Linked DNA regions of Mus musculus: regions 2 and 3 are each linked to region 1. The links are chromatin contacts, called in public Hi-C and HiChIP or PLAC-seq maps. All regions are on one chromosome and are shown on one strand. Each heading gives the region's core, a stretch centred on a gene start, on an enhancer-like site or on the middle of the called end of the contact. The rest is flanking DNA. Distances are from core to core; before and after follow the strand shown.

Region 1 (2,909 bases), core at 158-2,657:
ATCAACCCTAAGATCCTCCAGGGCTCTGTAGCTCAGTAACTTTGCAGGGTGTTAAGTCTAGAGGAGCCCAGAGGTCCGTGGCCTCCCATGTGGGGGTTACAATTCCTACAACCTTAAATCCTGTAAAGCGTGCCCACAAGGTCCTTCAGCTTCTCGCCAGAACTTCCAAACCTTGCCTTTACACTTAACAAAGCTTCCTACTAAATATCTACACCAAATTTCCGTACATTAGTTTTTCTTTCTGCTTGTGAAAGGGGTGGTGGTGGTGGTGAAACTAGTCAAGATCGGATATCCTCTGCAATACCAGCTTCTAGAAAAGAGCGTTTTTGAATGGGATGCCACGTGCTGTGTTTTGCCATATTGCCTGCGCTTCCTGCTTGGAGCCAGAGTAACAGAAACCTTGGGCACTGGGAACTGTTCCGTGCCACGCAAATTCCACTCCGTATCTTCCAGGCAACCCTGTCGCAAATAATTCATGTCCACTACGCCCCTACCACACAGAATACAACTACATTGTGCTGCTAGAAATGGGAAACCTGATTCAGATCAGAGAAGGTAGAAAAACATTTAGTTCAACACAATACTGCCTTTATGAAAAGGGGCGTGCGCCGGGTGGTGGTGTAAATCCCAAACCTGTAAGTGGGGATAGATTTCAAGACGAATTTTGGAAGAAAATGCAGAATCAAAATAGCATCCAGCTTGACTCAGACCAGTAATAATAATAACAACAACAAAAACCCAGCCAGTCCTTCTAGAGCTACGCCTGTTTAGGCTGCGCGGTGCTCTTAATGGCCAGCCAGCCTGTTCTCCTGGGAAATGGTGCTGCTGCTACAGCGTGACTTGCTTTGCGTGCTGCAATAAAAGGAAAACAAGCTTGCACGACCCAATAGCTTCCTTCAGTTTGTGCCTAGCAGCGGGGAGAAAATTAAAAAAAAAAAAAAAAAAAGCCTGAAAAGGGGTCCTGAGGCAAGGTGAATGGAGGACAGGATCCTAGAGAACAGCACTGCCCTGCAGGATTTTTGTAAACAGCAGCCTGTAATGGCCACGGTTAGAGAAAGAAAAACAGACATGGAGGGAAGCGTGTTTACAACTGCAGCAAGGGCGGGAGGCGGAGGGAGGGATTCCCCGGCTCTGCGCTCGGCCCTCTTCACTCCGGTGGGGCCCCGGGGTTGGGCTGAGCTTCAGCTCCCCACCCCAATCCGTGCTTTCTTGGGGGGCCCCCCATCTTGTTTATGGGAAGGTTACTCCTCCTCGGCTCTGGTGATCGCGTCCCTAATACTCCAGCTGCATCCTTGCGGGATGCCAGCTTGACTGACAAGTCCTGCAGCCAATCGCTGGTTGGGCCCTTAGGAAAGGTGGAATTTCCCAACAAACTGATTGGCTGAGAGAGAGGGCGGGCCCTGGTGATTGGCGTGTTATTCCGAGTAGAAAGTAGTAAACAACCTTGGTCCAGGGGCGGTGGGGAGGGCGCCCGGTGCCAGCTCCCTCTGGCTGGCAGGGCGGGGTGGGGAAGCACCCGAGACAAAAGGAATCCTGGCTGCCACAGCGGGGAGGGCAGGAAGGGGGTGGCCCCAAAAGTCAGCACCTGGAGGCGTCGTTTGGAGCCCCCCCCCCCCCCCCCCCGAGCCAGAACTGCTGACTTTAAGCCACACATCGTTTTTTTGTTTTGTGCAGAACCTCAAAGGTTTTGTTTCCATCATTTTCACTTCTTGTATGGCTGACGAAGTCTCCAATGGAATGATAACCGATTTAGTCGCTTTTGTCCAGAAGCCCCTTCCTCACCGTCGAATAAAAATTTAAAATTGTCTTTTACGAAAGTTGCTTTAAATCACACACTAAAATTGTTGCACTATACAATACGCCATTAATGGCATGCTGGTGCACCAGACACACAGCTACATCTTTTGATAGCAAGTTTTAGGAGCTCTGAGCCTATTGGGAGCAGCTGGGATGGAGAACATACACAAAAAGAAACAACACATGACGGCGTTGGGACCACTTGATAAGAAATAAGCGGTTAACTTGCCTTGCCCATAGTATTTCTGGCAGTCTCACTTGAATCTCCCATTCCCTCACTCCAGCTTCACCATCCTTACAGGACCCCAGGCGGAGGAAACCATCTGCTCTTAGGATGGGGGGCTCTGCTCACCCCGCACATAAACATGCTCACAAGTCGCTATCCTGAGCAAGCCTCCTCAATGTAAAAGGGGACCAGGAGGCCAGCCAAGCCGGCTCTCTCCACTTCAATGCTTGTTGAATATACAGAGACCACGTTGTCACTTTTCACAATCAAGATATATCGGTATCACGATATATCGATAACGGGTACTTTATAGGAGATAACAGTGCAAACTGGCCACCTGGCATTCTCCTTTGCCATTCTAGTCCCTCACCTCTGCTATCTCCTATGGAGCCTGCCACAAGCAACCCCAGTAAATGTTCACCCCAAGTCACCTTTGCTGTATAAAACATGGATTTAGGCTTTCCTTGGTCCTTGCAGCCTGGCATCAGACCCCAAACCAGTAGCTACTTTCATTGTAGGCACCCTCCCTCTGGACACTTTGTTCTGTTCCCAGGTCCCTGCCCAGACCACACACATCATTTTACTCAACGTTGGTTTTTATGCTTTCTAGACTTTACCTCTGCCTGCCCAGGAGAGGCCACTGTTCTCCACCGTTCTCCCTGGCCCAGCTACCCCACTTCTTGCAGAAGACTGAAATTTGTTTTCTTAGCACTAAGTCTCTGATAGGGCTTTAATGCTGTATTTAGACTCCACTCCTACGTTAAGACCCTGAACTTCCTGAGGCCTGGAATGGTATTATCTTCAGATTTGGGTCTTCAGTGGAGATGGGCTTCTACTAAAGTGCCCGCTGCAAACTTGCCAAATATTTCTAGGATTCTTCCCTAGC
Region 2 (2,909 bases), core at 138-2,637, 220 kb after region 1:
TTATTGCAGTCATCTCTGAGGCTGTGAGGCAAACCTCTTTGTGGTTTTGATCTGCATTTTCCTGAGAGCTGATGAAGGGGACATCTTTTCATGTGCCTCATCTTTGAATAAATATCTAAGTCCTTTGTCCATTTTCGGTTGGGTTGTTTTCTTATTGAGTTATAAGAGTTCTTTATGGATCGCACATATTAGCACCTCATCAAATGTGCGGCATTCCTTTCCTTTTTCTTTTTCTTCTTTTTTTTTTCCTTTTCTTTTTCTTTTTTTCCATTTCGTTATCTTTCACTTCCTTGAGAACATGGTATTTTACTGGAGAGGTTCGATTCAAACTGCAGAGTCATTTCTGCAGCTCCCCGGCTATTTCGGATTTACGACACGGCTTTCCGTGTTCTAATGAGAAGGGTTATGAAGGGTCAAGTTTTTGTAGGGACACAAAATTGTTTATGAGAAGACTAGTTTGTATGTTCCCTCCGAGTTTTCATTGAGGTTTCCCTTGGCCCCTTTGTTGTTTCCCATTTTGAAAGCGTGGCCAAGTTCCTTTTCTGGTTGTTTGCAGGGAAATGTCTTTGTTGTCAGACGTTAAATTAAACCTTCTAAGTTCTATGGGAACACAGTGTGGCAGCTTCAGATTCCCAAGGCTTGGGTCCCTAGTGGAAATCAGGAGTGGACTTCTGGGGTGGGGGTGGGGGTGGGGGGAATGAGAGTAAAAAAAGAAAACTGCCAACAAGAAAGCAGACCAGAGACCAAGAGACCAGGGGCCTCCTAGCAGGGGAACCCGAAAGAGCACATTCTTAGGAGAGTGACCACCCACAGGAGCCAGCAGCCTTGAGATTGGAATCCTGGACAGAGGGGTGGGGTGTGTGTGTGTGTGTGTGTGTGTTTGTGTACACGAATGAGCAAACAGAGAAGGGGCGGGGATAGGAACTCTTTTAAGATCTCTTCAGGGAGCCTGAGCCTGGGTTTTGTAAATATCTGTAAGCCCAATTCTTTCCACCCTAAGAAATATAGGGACTTGCTTGTTCTCAAAATTGTATTTACCGTTTTTTTTTTTAAAGGAGGTCTCAGTTCTGCCCTCATACTTGAAGCGTCTGCTTGTGTGTACATAACGGTTTCCACTCGAGACACTCAGTTACTCGAACAAGTCCCTGATTCCCCCCCCCCCAACCCAGCCAGGCCCCCTGGAAATTAAATTCCATTCCAGTTTTTTTTTTTTTTGAACTTCACATTTTTGGTTCATGACATAGGGGCCCTGGAAATGTTAAATCTAAAACTTGGTGTGGATTGTCGTTCACAACTTGGGATTTGAGCTGAAAGCCCCATTCATTGGGAGCAGCAAGAAGAAGGCGTGGTGATGAATTCGGCAAGCCTGTCTATTCTCAGCTATAAATAGAGGTGGTTTGTTGCGCGGCTCTCCAGCCTTTAGGCGTGAAATATTTGCCAGCATCTGTGCCATCATGTCCCTGCTTCCGATTTGAGCTGCTGTCTTTGTTTTCTGTTGTATCTGCAGTTGTTCGTTGATAAATATCTTCCATGTCAATGACGTAGAATCCGTATTGCCATTTGTAATTAGAGCTCACATTAAGCTAAGTTTGTCAACGTGGTTTACATAGAAATGTATGTAAATACATAGACTTTTAGTATATATACATAGCTCTGGGAGACAGGTGTTTCATCTGCCTTTGAAGTAGCTAAGAAATTTGCCCAAAGTCACGTGTTCTGTGTTCAGATTGGAGCCTAGAAGGTCCTGATGTGGAGTGTGGGAGTTTTGAGTTTTAAGTTAAATGCTGGTGATTTGGGAGAAAGCAGATAATTGGTCCTTAACAGCCATAGCCAAAGTAGTTTTCCTCAGGAATGGGTCAGGGTTGGCAGAGGAGCAACTGCAGCCACACAGGCTGGGGTGTGAGGCCTGATGGCCAGGGCTGCAATCCATGTTTTAGGACACGCCTTCAGTATGACTGTCCTCATCTGGAAACTGGGCACGGTGGTCATGATGAAGAAAAATATTCCCTCCATCTAAATGGGTGTTGTCAGGATCCCACAGGACTTATGACAAACAGTAAGCCCTTGATAGTAGCCACTCTGACTAAGATTGACATACAAGCTCAAAGCTGGACTTCCAAGAATGGCATGCCTAGAAGTAGAAGTCAGAAAATTCATTTGAAAGCAACAAGATTCCCCACTCCTTTTTCTCTTAAAAACTGTATTATTGTTTAGGGATGGGGCACATCCTGGTGTGTGTGTGTGTGTGTGTGTGTGTGTGTGTGTGTGTGTAGGTCAGAGCTTTGTTGAATCAGTTCTCTCCTACTGACCTTATTTGTTTTTGTTTTTATTTGGGGAGGTGCAAATCCAACTCAAGTCATTAGGCTTGTGCAGTGATCACCTTTACCAGCTAAGCCACCTTCCCAACCTCCTCTTTTGCTTTTTAATGCAACAGTGGGCTTTCCTAGCTGTCAGGTATGAGTTAGTTCATTTAGTAACCATCACAAAACCTTTCTATGGTGCAAAGCACTATATTGAATAGCTCTGGATACAGTAGCAAATCAAACAGACACATATCCCCATTCCCCAGGATGCAGGGCACAACAGTGTGGTAGGGAGACACTAGCTAGTCAATCAACCCTGAGAGAGATAGATGACTCCTTCCCCATGAAGCCTACTGGTTGGCTTTTACTCTTCTAAAATGTATCCTGAAATGTGTTTTCTTCTCCTGCCTAAGAAATCACTGCCTCGTGGAATTGTATGTTGTATATTTTCATGTCTCTCCCTCCAACACACACTCTGTATGTACACTGGAAGTCTGTGTATTTACATACATTTCTATATAAACCTTGTTGACAAACTCGGCTTAATGTGAGCTCCAATTTACAAATGGTAAATCCAATCCAATGTTTTTCACACATCAGATATTT
Region 3 (2,909 bases), core at 265-2,764, 190 kb before region 1:
ACAGCCACAACTGAAGGAAAAACCAAGAGAAAGGCATGAGCCACACAGCTCACTCACTAGCCGTGAGGTGGTACTTTTAATAGCATGGGCTGACAAGTTGCATGCTTTGTGGGGGGTCTAGGTGACATTTTGGGCTGCGTTATGATGTTGTGCATAGATCCTAGGGCCCTGAACACGCTTCACAAGCGCTTTACCACTGAGGTAATCCCCCAGCCGGGAGTAACTCCATAAGTTACGTAAGTCCTATAAAAACACATCAGTATCACTTGATAGGAACAAGACAGGTAGTTTACAGGTGGCCGTCTGTGGTTCAGAAAAAGAAATATCCCACTGACACTGACTAAAACAAAATACAAACCAATATTGAAGCAGTCGATGAGTTAAGAATTGCATTTTCCTTTTTTAGGCTTGGGGATGTATCGCAGTTGGTAGAATGCTTGTCTACTGTGCATGAAGCCGCAGGTTCAATCCCCACCACCACATAAACTGGGTATGTAGACTTCAATGGTATACTTGATGCAGATCCGGCATGCAGGGGCAAGGATGGGAGTAGGGGCGAAGATGAGTAGAGGCAGGAGAGTCAGAAGTGCAAGGTCACCCTCAGTAATATAGCAAGTTCAAGGCCAGCCTGGGTTACATGAGACTCTGCCTCTTTTTTTTTTTTTTTTTTTTTTTTTTTTTCTTATTAGAAACATCTATCAAGGGACTGGAGAGATGATAGCTCAGTGGTTAAGAGCACTGACTGCTCTTCCAGAGGTTCTGAGTTAAAAATCCCAGCAACCACATGGTGGCTCACAACTATCTGTAATAAGATCTGATGCCCTCTTCTGGTGTGTCTGAGGACAGCTACAGTGTACTTAGATATAATAAAGAAACATATATCAAGGATTGGTGAGATGACACAGCAGTTAAAAGCACAGGCTGCTCTTCCAGAGGACCTGTGTTTAAGTCCCAACACCCACATGGCATCTCACAACTGTCTATAACTCCAGTTCCAGAGGATCGGACATTCTCACAGAGACATACACAGCGGCAAAACACCATCAGTGCACATTAAAATAATAAAAAAATAATAAAATAAAATGAAGAGACATATATCAAAGTCCAATCATTTGAAGTTGGAGAAATGACTTGGCAGCTAAGAGCAAAGCCACTGCTCTGGCTGAGGGCCTAGGCTCAGAATTTACAGCAGCCACACACAGCTCACAGCATCTACAAACCCAGTTCTGGAAGAGCTGACACCTCTGCGGGCGCAAGGCACACATGTGGTACCAGACACACATGCAGGAAAATACTCACACACATAATTTTCTAAACAACGTTATCTTTTTCTAAAAAGACATCATTTGCACAGCTCATAACTCCCCAGGCATCCTAAGATCGAATGCTATCTATGGGCTCCGCGTAAAGACAACTATTTCCTGTGTGTTGAGCAATGCCTTGGCATTCGACTCAGCCCTGCCTGCTTTCATGTGCATTTCCTCCAGCCCCATAATGAAGCTATTATCGGCATCGTTTTGAGGACACTGCAGTGCTGAGAGGGAGGTGGCGTGAAGACAACTGGTTAGAAGGGCCAGAGGGAGGGTCTAGCTCTGGACTTCGGACCATAAATCCAGTAAAAGGCCAGAGACGCAGCATGATCTTCAGAATGGGTGGACCATGTGGGGAGGAGCTATCTTTGGGAAAGGCGGCTCTGGAGCAAAGACTCAGGAGCAGAGCACAGTTTTCCTTCCTCCTATCTCACTGTTACTAACTGTGCCGCCAGCACCCTGGTCATTTGCACAGCATCCTCAGAACCAGGTCTGCAGGTAGACACACATTCACCCTGCCCCAGATGCCTCACTAGGGTTGCCCGAGCACGTCAGCCCAGTGTCTAGGAAGCTGCTAGGTGGGCTGGGTATGTGTTCCCTGTCTGCCAATCAATGAGTGGATTGCCTCACACTTTTCTGCCCCCCATCCCATGTATTCAGCCTTTTGCCTCAAATAACCAAGGTAGCCCCTCACTCAGGCCCACTCCGGTCTCACCAGGCCATCCCTACTTAGTGGTCAGGCCTTGAAAGGTGAATCCCACCCTGGCTTCTGCCTCTTTGTTCTCACCTCACATACAAAAGTTCCTTTGCCTGCTTTCTGTTACTTTTTATGCCTTTTTATTAATAGATATTTTAAAAAAATAAAAATAAAACAAAACTACTTCTTAAGCCAGGTACCTGATTCCATGGGTTTGGGAAGCCACACGATTTTAAATTTTAAATTTAATTTTTAAAATTTCAATATATCTAGTAAATTTAGTAAAAATTAAATGTTAAATTTTAAATGCACCTTCCCTTTGAACCCTTTCTAAATGAAGATTTGGGGGACAACGTAATCAAAACCAAGTCATTTAAGATTAGGTTTGCATTAGTAAACACTGTGAACCACCCAGGGTCAGCAACCTCCCCCTCTTTTCCCTGTTCTGCTATTTGAGACGCCTTAGTGGAGATCTGTGAGGACCAGGCTACAAAGCACAAGCTAGAAGCACAAGCCAGACAGTCAAGACTGTCTCAGAACCTGCCCCTCCTCCTCCAAAGACCAACAGCCTCTCTTCTCCCTGCCTGTTAGCTTCTCTGACAACGGTTCGAAAATTCATGCAGCAGGCTGGGAGGGAAGAGCCAATTAAATGCCTGAGGCTCACCTTCACTTAGTCAATGTGATTACTCTCCAAAATGGCAGCTACTAGAACTTGCAGGGGGGCTCTCAACAGCCATGGGGACAAGCTGTTATTTCCCACAAGGTGAACCAGCGAAGCTGTTCGGTCTAGTAACAGACTGTGCCCCCCTGTAACATAAATGTTCGGTTCTCTAAGACTGGTTCAAACGAACATGTTGACAGGGCACCTTTCGAGTTTCACGGCGCACAGCAGGGCCATCCTT

Evidence for each region. A called contact is a pair of places that touch in the nucleus more often than the background predicts. HiChIP or PLAC-seq counts read pairs in DNA pulled down with a chosen protein or histone mark.
Region 2: a Hi-C map of Sertoli cells shows a contact between it and region 1, with 4 times the contacts expected there. The contact joins two enhancer-like sites. A contact is called at or near these places in 4 of 484 Hi-C or Micro-C datasets (the HL-1 cell line, Sertoli cells, myocytes and 1 more) and 4 of 115 datasets of contacts at active chromatin or transcription factors (cardiomyocytes, embryonic hindbrain, embryonic stem cells and 1 more).
Region 3: a contact with region 1 is called in an H3K27ac HiChIP or PLAC-seq map of thymic regulatory T cells, with 4 times the contacts expected there. The contact joins two enhancer-like sites. A contact is called at or near these places in 7 of 484 Hi-C or Micro-C datasets (bone marrow-derived dendritic cells, cerebellum, embryonic fibroblasts and 2 more), 12 of 115 datasets of contacts at active chromatin or transcription factors (CD4 T cells, acute myeloid leukemia, bone marrow-derived macrophages and 7 more) and 2 of 9 other capture datasets (embryonic stem cells and liver).

The regions. Positions count from the first base shown.
Region 1 is chr7:68,127,634-68,130,542 of GRCm38.p6, reverse strand. The region is part of intron 2 of Igf1r (insulin-like growth factor I receptor); the gene reads right to left. Among named protein-coding and RNA genes, the nearest start is that of Gm51488, 8.1 kb to the left of the region's middle. Within about 2 kb of position 1,407, at least 378 of the 459 cell types and tissues checked have an H3K27ac peak or open chromatin away from gene starts, as enhancers often do. A contact at or near this core is called in Sertoli cells, myocytes, regulatory T cells and 1 more, where this site is marked.
Region 2 is chr7:67,909,074-67,911,982 of GRCm38.p6, reverse strand. No RefSeq gene overlaps it. Among named protein-coding and RNA genes, the nearest start is that of Igf1r, 42 kb to the left of the region's middle. Within about 2 kb of position 1,387, at least 62 of the 459 cell types and tissues checked have an H3K27ac peak or open chromatin away from gene starts, as enhancers often do. A contact at or near this core is called in Sertoli cells and myocytes, where this site is marked.
Region 3 is chr7:68,318,921-68,321,829 of GRCm38.p6, reverse strand. Fam169b (family with sequence similarity 169, member B) reads right to left here. Exons shown (of 9, transcript NM_001374636.1): 4 at 1-10. Among named protein-coding and RNA genes, the nearest start is that of Gm16158, 33 kb to the left of the region's middle. Within about 2 kb of position 1,514, at least 42 of the 459 cell types and tissues checked have an H3K27ac peak or open chromatin away from gene starts, as enhancers often do. A contact at or near this core is called in regulatory T cells and thymic regulatory T cells, where this site is marked.